3 separate regions of the Drosophila melanogaster genome follow, and all the other regions are linked to region 2. A link is a contact called in public Hi-C and HiChIP or PLAC-seq data. All regions are on one chromosome and are shown on one strand. The core of a region is the stretch at or near the end of the contact, and the rest is flanking DNA. Distances in the headings are between cores, read along the strand shown.

Region 1 (3,381 bases), core at 536-3,035, 170 kb after region 2:
ATATTATATAATATATTATATAACATAATAGTTATAATAATATAATAGTTACACCTCTAGTTTTAAAAATTGTAGTTAAAACGCGAAATTTCATTCAATCAATTTCAATCAATAGATTCTGGGGAATAAAATGAGAAACAAATTAAAAAGTTTTCGAAGGTGTGGGCGTGACCGGTTTGGCGGCTTTAGGGCGTTAGAGTGGGCGTGGCAGTTTTGTGCAGTTTGTAGGCATTAGAGAGGGCGTGGCAACATAGGTCAACAAACTAGCCTCTAGAATTTGTATGCTGAATCTTAACCTTCTAGCTTTTATAGTTTTTAAGATCTCTACGTTTATAGGGACAGACAGACATGGCTAGATCGACTCGGCTATTGATCCTGATCAAGAATATATATACTTTATATAGTCGGAAATACTTCCTTCTGCCTGTTACATACTTATCAACGAATCTAGTATACGCGTCTTTTGTTTTTCTTGTTTTTTTTTATTCTATTCATGGTATAGACCTAACTAAGCTAAGCACAACAAACTAGTTTAAACAACGTGAGCTTTAAATGCCCATTAAGAAAGAAGCAAATACTCAACCCTGGTGCGGAACCTTGCTAAAAGCTACACCATACTTTTGTGCCAGACTATGAGGCCCTAAAATTGCGTTGATTGGAAATTTTTGTAATCGAAACAAGCGAGCAGTGAAACCCTTATTAAAAATTACATGACAATTTCACAGAATATAAAGCCAATAGATAAATTAATTGCAAACAGCCATCCATGTGGATAATTGCGTCATGTTCGAGGTTCGTGCTATAAGACCGCATTTTCCGATATTGGTTCAACCTGAACAGAAGCACCTCTACGTGATCATGAGTCATACGAGCCGATCCGAGTTGTAGATAACCATATACCCAATTGCATAAGTCGCCCCAATGAGTCAATGAATAGTTATAATAGTCGTAGCGCTCAGCTAGCTTGATTTATTAGTCCTTGCATTTCTAGAAGGTAAAGCCGAAATTTTTGGGCGGCTTCGGGATGGCGCCTTTCGAGGTCGATGTAGCTGGGTTGATGGAGCCACTGGTCATATTTAGATCCTGTACTTCATCCTCCTCCTCCTTCGCCATCATCATCTCATCATCCTCCTCCTTCGCCATCATCATCTCATCATCCTCCTCCTCCTCATCATCATCATCCATCAGCACGGACATATCAAAATTGGACTCAATTGGGAGGTTAATTGAGTTGCGGCGGACAAGCGAGCAGCGACGGTTGGGAGCTGGCTTTGGTGGATCATCCGGGAACTCATTGGTGAAAGAATAACGACGACGCGGTTGCACAGCCTGTTTTTTCAACGACATGCCGGCCAATTCACGGGTCAGGTCCTCTGCGACACGATGGACGCGGCTGAATCGCGAAACGGATACAGTCTTCTTTTTCACCCCATTGGTCAAGCCCCCTGCGGCACGATCGGTGCGGATGAATCGTGAAAAGGTCGTAGTCTTCTTTTTCATCCCATTGGACTTGGCAAAACTTGGCACGGGAGAACTCATCATCGTCGATTCGAATCTCTTGTTCTTCTTCAAGGGAATACAATTATAGGCAAAACGCGAAATACCAATATTACACTCTTGAACATACCGAAATGGATGCCGGTAGATTCTTTTCCATCTTTGGCTTAATTATGACTTAGCGCAGTCTTGATTATTTAAGTAACGAACAAAAACAATTAGTCGAATATAGAGCTATATAGTATAGAACTCACTGGTCGTCGTCCTCAATCGTAATGACCTATCCTTTTGGCTCAGAAAAACAAGTTGACTATCACGTTGAAGTTTCTGGAGCAGAGTTCTTAGAATTTAAATTTGCCCTTTACTAATGGCTCCACTGTTATCGATAGGGTGGCAACCCTACTTGATAGATTATTAGAGATGTGCTTCTTATTGTTTCCTAGTCAGAAGTTCAAGATTTTAAGATCATTTCATATCGTTTATATTGTTTCGTGTTTTCAAGGCTTTGTCACTTTGTATTGTAATTCATCAGGGACTCTTCTCTAACCAATTGAACGAACGCCTTTGCCAGCGAATCGCGAACAGTTGAGATCTCAAGCTAAAAGGTTGAGATTCAGCATACAAATTCTAGAGACAAGGACGCAGCACAAGTTTGTTGACTTTACTTGCCACGTCCACTCTAATTTTGAACCAATTATCGAAAATTTTCATTTTCTTAAAAATTTCTATTGATTTGCCAAAAAACTTTTTGCTACGCCCACTATAACGCCCTAAAGCTGCCAAATCGGTCACGCCCACACTTTGGAACAATTTTCAAATTTTTCCTGATTTTATTACCCAATATCTATCCCAGAAAAATGATTAAATTTCGCAATCGCATTCACACTAGCTAAGTAACGGGCTTTCTTGTTTTGAATTGGCTTTCTTAAAAATAGAAATTCAAAATGTAACAACAAGGCAAACCTTGCCTTCATTCATACAAAAGTCTTAACTAATTGAATAGCTATAGACCAATGTGGGGGTAATATCAATTCTGAAAGCTTTGGTGAAATCCTCAGCGCGTGTTCAACCAGTGAAGGCAACCTCTGCGGGCTTTAATGCCTCAATTGTTTTATTCATGGTATAGTCTTAACTAAGCTAAGCACAGAAAACTAGTTTAAACAACGTAAGCTTTAAATGCCCATCAAGAATGGAGCAAACCGTGAAGCGTGGTACAGAACCCTGTAAAAGCTACACCATACTTTCGTGCCACACTATGAAGCGCTAAAATTGCGTTGATTTGAAATTTCTGCAATCGAAGCAAGCGAGCAGTGAAACCCTTATTAAAAATGACATGACAATTGCGACATAAGTTGCCCCACTGCGTCAATGAATCCCTAAGCCCGATCCCGACCAAGTTATAATAGTCGTTGCGCCCAGTTAGGTAGATTTATTAGTCACAGCATTTCTAGAAGGTTAAGGCGAACTTCTTGGGCTGCTTCGGGATTGCGCCTTTCGAGGTCGATGTAGCTGGCTTGGTGGAGCCGCTGTTCTCATTTAGATCCTTCACTTCATCCTCCTCCTTCTCCTCCTCCATCAGCACGGGCATAGCAAAATTGGACCCAATTGGGAGGTTAATCGAGTTGCGGCGGACAAGCGAGTAGCGGCGTTTGGGAGCTGGCTTCGGTTGATCATCCGGGAACTCGTTGGTGATAGAAATACGACGAGGCGGTTGCATCGACCGCGAGGTGGGGTTACAAGCTTGGGAGAAATGACCCTTCAACCAGAGGCTCTTGATTTCGGCATAGGTCTGGTAGTGGCCCACCGCAGTTGGCTGGGGCAGATGGGGATAGTAATGCAGGTTGCTGGCAAAAAACTGCTCATTCGAGGTGGAAGCCACAGGCT
Region 2 (3,188 bases), core at 55-2,554:
CCGCCGTCGCACCACTCACATTTCGGCCAGCACCCATTGTCGCTGTTGCCCAGCCACCACCAGCTGCACGCGACCCACCACGAGCTGAGCGCCGCTGCCGCCCACCACGCTCACGCCCATGCTCATGCCGCCCACGCCCATGCCTTGGCACGCGCCGGATCGCCCATGGAGCACCATCACCTGTTGCACCACAGACGCGCCTCGCTCTCCCCCTCGGGGGCCGTTTCCTCGGCCAGCGGAGCGGGTGGACGCGGAGGCGGCGCTGGCGGACCGGGAGGACCCGGCGGCAGCCTGCTGTCATCAGTGCGCGCCCAGGACGTGGCCCAGGCCAATAGACTCCTCCTGCCCCTGCCCCTCAACGCCTGCCACCGGTGCGACGTGTGCGGCAAACTGTTGAGCACCAAGCTCACGCTGAAACGCCACAAGGAGCAGCAGCACCTGCAGCCGCTGAACAACGCCGTTTGCAACCTGTGCCACAAGGTCTTCCGCACGCTGAACTCGCTGAACAACCACAAGAGCATCTATCATCGCCGCCAGAAGAACCACCACTCGTATTTCCACCACGGCGCCGGGGTTAGCCAAGCGGGCAGTCCGGGCAGTCGGCTGCATCAGTCGCTCAGTTCGTTGAGCGCAGCAGCAGCGGCGGCCAACAATAGCGTTAATGTGGGCGGTGGATCGGTAGGCGGGGCCGGGGGCAATGCAGTGGCTGCTGCTGCAGCCGCAGCTGCCGCGGCGGCCGAACTGCTTCTCTCTCCGATCGTTGGCGCCGCTGCCGTGGCCGGGGGTACGGCCAGCTCCACGCTCCAGCTGGCGGCGGCGCACCAGCAGCAGCAGCAACAGTCGTCGCCGGGCATTGTCAAACCGTGCATGGACTTCTTATAAGATCAGCAGCAACTCTTGCAGCAGCTGTTCCACGTGGCGCTCAACAACTCCGCGGCGGCAGCGGCGGCTGCAGCGGCAGCAGCTGCGGCGGGTGGATCGGGAGGAGGCCCAGGTGGAGTGGGAGCTGGGCCGGAGTCAATCAACGGAGGCGGACAGGAGTACGGAGGAGTGCAGGGGCCGAGTGGCACGCCCACTGTCGATCTCACCCAGCTGGAGCACGCGGCCGGGGGCGGTGGATTCTCAGCCGCCGCCGCCCTGCAGCACCACCTGCCACACCACCTAGCACATCAGCATCCGATGTCCCACCAGCATCCCCACCAGCTGACGCACCAGCACCCGCATCCCCATCCGCACCAGCATCCATATGAACGCATGAATTTACTAGACCAATAAGCAAGGCGCCAGAAAGTATGCTACGAATGATGATCGGGCAACAGACACACGCACACGCGCACACAAAGGCACACACACACACACAAAGGAGGAGAAGGACGAGGAGGAGGAAGCGAGGAGGAGGAAGCGAGGAGGAGAACAAGGAGGAGGAGAAGGAGAAGAACCGACCGAACGAAAAAGGAGCAGAGGGAGATTAGGACTATACTACTACCACGTAGACATTTCAATTTCGGATCTCACAGAACGGAAAATTCAAAGACTTTTTCGGCCAGAAAAAAAAACGAAAGAAAACTAAAATACAATGGCGAACATCGAGATAAAGCAATGATGAAAGCGCAAGCTAGGAGAGGAAAGGAAGACAAAAACATTTTTAGGCAAATGGAAAAACTGTGATTATTTACGACTTGATTATAAAGCAAGCAAAAACAAAGGTCTTTTACGATAAAGCTATATATGTATATGTAGCTATATACAAGCATAATGGACACACCGACACACACACACACACACACACACACACGCACACTCATTCAGATCGCGTTGGAATCGTACTCGTATACATATAAGGATTTTTTTTGACCATCCCAAATTGGGATGCGAATAGAGTTTGTCACTAAACACTAGATTAGGAGAAGCAGCGCTCCAACGCTTGGAGCCTGGAGCACAGGATAGAAGACTGTTAACCATGCCACATGCCACATGCCACATGTCCATCCTCATGCTCATGCTCATGCCCACCCCACACACGCCCCTGAGTATTACCCAATAAATGCGCTGAATGTCATCACCCATCGTCACCCCGGCTCTGAATCTGAATGTGAATCCGATCCTGTCCAATCAGATCACATTCGATCGGGGCCGAAAGGAACCGATCCCCGTATCGATGCAGCCGGGGATCACACTGAATCGAAGTCACTCAACCAATGTGCAACATTTCCCGGTATATTTGTACAGCATACATATAACTATTCTATCTTCCTCACCACTGCACACTCATGAACAGAAAAACAACAAAAAAAAAAAACCAATGCATATATATATATTTTTTTTTGTTTTTTTGATATGATTGTAAGATACGATATATATATATACATAAACATATGTGTACATTTAGCAGCCACTAAATATTCATCAAATGAGTAGCAAGGTCAATGTAAAAACCACAACAATGTAAACCTAGCCCTAAGTGAACGAGTGTGTAATACGATTTTTTTTTTTACTTATCTACAACTAAGAGCGTTGCTCCTAGGAAACCACACACGAGTATACATAAATACATAATACATTTGTAAATGTATTTGCATAACTATGAGACGAATGCGATACGAATATAACTAAGACTATGACTCAGCATAACGCATACGCAGCAAAGCATAAATCAATTTTCGAGATGAAAGTCGGGTGGGCGGAGATCTTGGATCGTGATCGTGTATAGGTGGAAATAGCACTGAGTGGAGTTAATCAGATGAGTAAGTCGTGCGCGTTTCGAAGCTTGGGAAGTAGTGGATGGGAGTAACGGGGACCAGGACTGACTAGTGTTAAACTCAACCGAAGGGGGCGATGAGCACTCATCGATAAACGTTAGCTTATATGTATGTAGCTGAAACTCGACAAGGAACAATTTAATTGACGGTCCCCAGTTGAAGTGCCGGCACTTATGGTACGTACTATACTATGCTTTCCAATTGGCACACTTTGCGACTCAAAATGTATAATCAAAATTAGCGACCAGATATATGTAGATGATGATGGTTTACTTTGCTTCCAGCACACCTTAACTTAATTTGAAGACTGATCACTCGAAGTAGAACTTTGGAGGGGGGCGAGATTTAGAACTAGAACAGGCCGTATCAGGTGGTCTCAGGCAAAGAAACCGCAGGAAACGACAATATTTTTTTAGGCGCGTGCAATTT
Region 3 (3,372 bases), core at 289-2,788, 130 kb before region 2:
CTGGTGAGCGGTAGGAGCGTACGTGTGGTCCGTTTTGTGTAGGCCCGGTTTTACTACCTTGAGCTTTATTTTAGAAAACGAGCAAGGCGAAGATCAACTTTAGGAAATCAATTGAATCACGACTGAATTTATGTGAACTTGCACTCAAAGAAAATACATACATGCGAATACATTATAGTGAGGATATACATGTGTGAAAAAGAAAATGATTAACGAAAATGAAAACCTATCCGGCGACGTTTTGTACAGACAGGCATGATATCTATAATATGATAAGTACTACATGAATGTATATAATTTTAAATAGTTACTAATTTATACACGAAAAAGAAAACAAGCGAAAATTGAAGATGATCCAGAACGTCGCCACCTACTCGTACCCATTTTGTATCCATTTTGACTTATTTTACGAGCACAGCTGGTGCAGATTATATAGAGTATAACTTATGCTTACGAGGATTATTTCGACGAAGAACCTTTACACTAGCAAGTAGTAGAACCGCAGCGCCCGATTACGCCGGACGCAGTGTCTGGCACTTAGCAATACAGAGAAAGGCCACTGCAAGTTAGTACAGACACGGCAACAAGTACAGATAACTCTTAACTCTAACAATAATACGATAGCATAGCCTAACCCCTACTGTAACTCCATAAGGATGTACTCATACCCACTTTAAACAGCCTGTGCCCCGTACCTTGTACCCTGTATCCTGTATCCTGTATTCTGCAGCCGCGGATGCTCAGTCCCGCCCAGAACCCGGCTGTCGCTGGAGCTGGAGCTGGATCGGATCCTGGATGCTGCTCCCTCAAATAATATGAATATATATGAATAAACTTGGAACCCTTTTCTAAAAAACATCCCCAAGCAGCTTCGTCCTGTGAATGCGCTTTGTGCTTTAAAGCCTTCCGAAAAAGCTCAAGTGCGGGAACTGGTTAAGGATTTTACAGAAGCAGTATGACAATCAGCAGTTCAGTGGTCTCCGGATTCGTGTTGGTGGTGAGCCATACTCCCGGGATTATCAAGGACGCACAACCCGAAGCCCGATAATATAAGCTTTAAAGGAACAAAGCTTCGGAAGTGCGAAGCAATGTACCAAACTTCAGCAAGGACACTTCAAAAGCGTTCTTTACTTCTAATATCTTAAATTTTCTTGTTTAAGTTTTTATATATGATAATTGTATATTTATGTTATTAATGTGCATGTCCCCCGGGCAAATTTAGATCTTTCCTGCTGGTATCCTGCTGGCCGCCACGAGAAAACTGGTGGCTCAGAATCCTAAGTCTTGGACAAATTCGAAGCTAATAAAAGTGCTTTAAGGAACCAGCTAATTAGTCTGTTCTGCTGCTGCTTAGAGATGGGGGCGTGCACATTTGTTTTCAGCACGGTCAAATAAATACATCCGAACTAGCTGAAACCTCGTGCCTAATTCGTGACACGTACAAAAAATCAACGCGTTTGCTCATCTCTAGCTTCCAGTTATCCCAAAACTAACGGTTTTGTTGAATTGATCTAGTTTCCTATTGGTGGATAGACGTATTGGAAGGTGCAAATGGAGGGGGCAACATGGAAGTGATCAGCTGTTTTTGCCTCCTTCGATCAGTCAGCTGGCAGTTGCTACGGTTTCTGTTGGCCTGGTGTCTAGAATAGAGAAACATGCAATTTTGAAGACGGCCGTGGCCAGTTTTCTCGGCCAAATTGAGTAAAATTTCGAGTCGTGGTACCAGGCGAACAGAAATGCCAGCAGGTGTCTGGGAGGTTCAGCAGCCCCCAAAAGTATGCTACACAAAATTTTGCATGTGATAAAGTGTTTTTTTTTTTTTTACGATGATGTTTTTTTTTTTTTTTTTTTTTTTTTTTTTTTTTTTTTTTTTTTTCAGTCGCATGGGAGATGAGCAATCGAGTGGACGTGTTCACAGAAGTCGCGGATAAAACAAAAACGTAATTGTGATCCATCACAAACATTTGCGCAGATCGTGTGCTTATCTCACAAACAAAATCTATTTTTAGTCACTGCATAACGGTGACGGCTTCGGTTCGCGAAACTTATCAGCAACTAGCAATCTCTAAGCTGTGTTGTTTTTGCCCCTCGCCCTGCGCGCTGCGCAAGCGGGAGGTTGTTACAATTTACCTTACAAGTAAACCGGTAAATCTTATCGTGTTTAGTAAATATCAATTGCATTATACGGCATAAGTATAAAGACAATTGATATAATGGAGAATTCATTTGCTCAATCGCGACCTAGCAATGGGTGCGATAAATTTGAGAAAATGAGGAAAGTAGCAGGTGTTGAGCCAGGAGAATTACGCTCCCAACTCCGCGCCAGCTGTGCAGTTGTTTCCCCTAACCTGGAAGGTATGCCAACTCAATCTACGGTCTCCAGCTTAATGGTGACAATCAGCAGCAACACCAATGCAAGTGTTACCTGCACTATTTCTAACGTACAGGCCAACATGATCTGTACTCCTACATACACTGATTGCACAACCGTGACCACTAGCATTTGCCCAACTACGCCTTATGACAATGGACTGCCGACACCTCTGTCATCACTGCCCAATAAGCCATCTAAAGCGAAATGCCCCTTTCAAGCACATGATCGTACTGTCAACAGGAAACGAAAAGGCGTGTCTCAGCCCCCATTACCTATCCTCACCCCTTCTCCAAGCCGTAAAACTAAAAGGCAGGCCACTATGCCACTCAATGAGGAGGCCTCTACCTCCACTGCAGCAGCATTAAATAACAATCGCTTCGCGCTTTTGTCTGCTGAAGCGGAGAATATGGAGCAAGACGTGTCGGATGCTGATTCTGACATTGAAGACTCTGCTGCCCGAGATGGTGGTGGACAATCCGCTAAATATAGCAAACCCCCAGCCATATGCGTACCAAGTGTAAGTGATCCGGTCACCTTGGAACGGGCTCTTAATCTGAGTATTGGCTCCTCAAACTACTACATCCGCACCTCTAGATTTGGTGTATCCAGAATCTATACAGCCAACCCTGATGCTTTCCGCACCGCTGTAAAAGAACTAAATAAGTTAAATTGTCAATTCTGGCATCACCAACTTAAAGAAGAAAAACCCTACAGAGTAGTGCTTAAAGGAATCCATGCTAATGTTCCTAGTTCGCAGATAGAACAAGCATTTAGTGATCACGGCTATGAGGTCCTTAATATCTATTGCCCCAGAAAGTCTGACTGGAAGAACATTCAGGTAAACGAAGATGATAATGAAGCTACAAAAAACTTCAAAACTAGACAAAATTTGTTTTATATTAATCTTAAACAAGGCCCGAATGTTAAAGAGTCTCTTAAGATAACTCGACTTGGCAGATACAGAGTCACTGTTGAGCGCGCTACACGTAGAAAAGAAC

What was found. A called contact is a pair of places that touch in the nucleus more often than the background predicts. HiChIP or PLAC-seq counts read pairs in DNA pulled down with a chosen protein or histone mark.
Region 1: a Hi-C map of the Kc167 cell line shows a contact between it and region 2, with 2.1 times the contacts expected there. The contact joins the promoter of CG14810 here to the enhancer-like site in region 2. A contact is called at or near these places in 10 of 107 Hi-C or Micro-C datasets (the Kc167 cell line, the S2 cell line, the Sg4 cell line and 2 more).
Region 3: a contact with region 2 is called in a POLR2A S2P HiChIP or PLAC-seq map of the Kc167 cell line, with 4 times the contacts expected there. The contact joins two enhancer-like sites. A contact is called at or near these places in 3 of 107 Hi-C or Micro-C datasets (the D17-c3 cell line, the Kc167 cell line and the S2 cell line) and 1 of 6 datasets of contacts at active chromatin or transcription factors (the Kc167 cell line).

Annotation. Positions count from the first base shown.
Region 1 is chrX:1,818,556-1,821,936 of dm6, forward strand. It overlaps CG14810, which reads right to left and starts at 1,786. Exons shown (of 3, transcript NM_130585.2): 1 at 1,752-1,786; 2 at 1,628-1,685; 3 at 940-1,566. The coding sequence starts at 1,657. The coding sequence ends at 988. The region is part of intron 2 of prage (prage,); the gene reads left to right. CG14811 reads right to left here. Exons shown (of 2, transcript NM_130586.2): 2 at 2,914-3,381. The coding sequence ends at 2,945.
Region 2 is chrX:1,647,832-1,651,019 of dm6, forward strand. All of the region lies in intron 2 of Mur2B (Mucin related 2B), which reads right to left. It also overlaps a transcript of br not described here. Among named protein-coding and RNA genes, the nearest start is that of dor, 16 kb to the right of the region's middle. Within about 2 kb of position 1,305, at least 7 of the 39 cell types and tissues checked have an H3K27ac peak or open chromatin away from gene starts, as enhancers often do. A contact at or near this core is called in the Kc167 cell line, where this site is marked.
Region 3 is chrX:1,516,288-1,519,659 of dm6, forward strand. It overlaps inc (insomniac), which reads left to right. Exons shown (of 7, transcript NM_001297857.1): 7 at 1-1,328. Among named protein-coding and RNA genes, the nearest start is that of CG14795, 5.2 kb to the left of the region's middle. Within about 2 kb of position 1,539, at least 34 of the 39 cell types and tissues checked have an H3K27ac peak or open chromatin away from gene starts, as enhancers often do. A contact at or near this core is called in the Kc167 cell line, where this site is marked.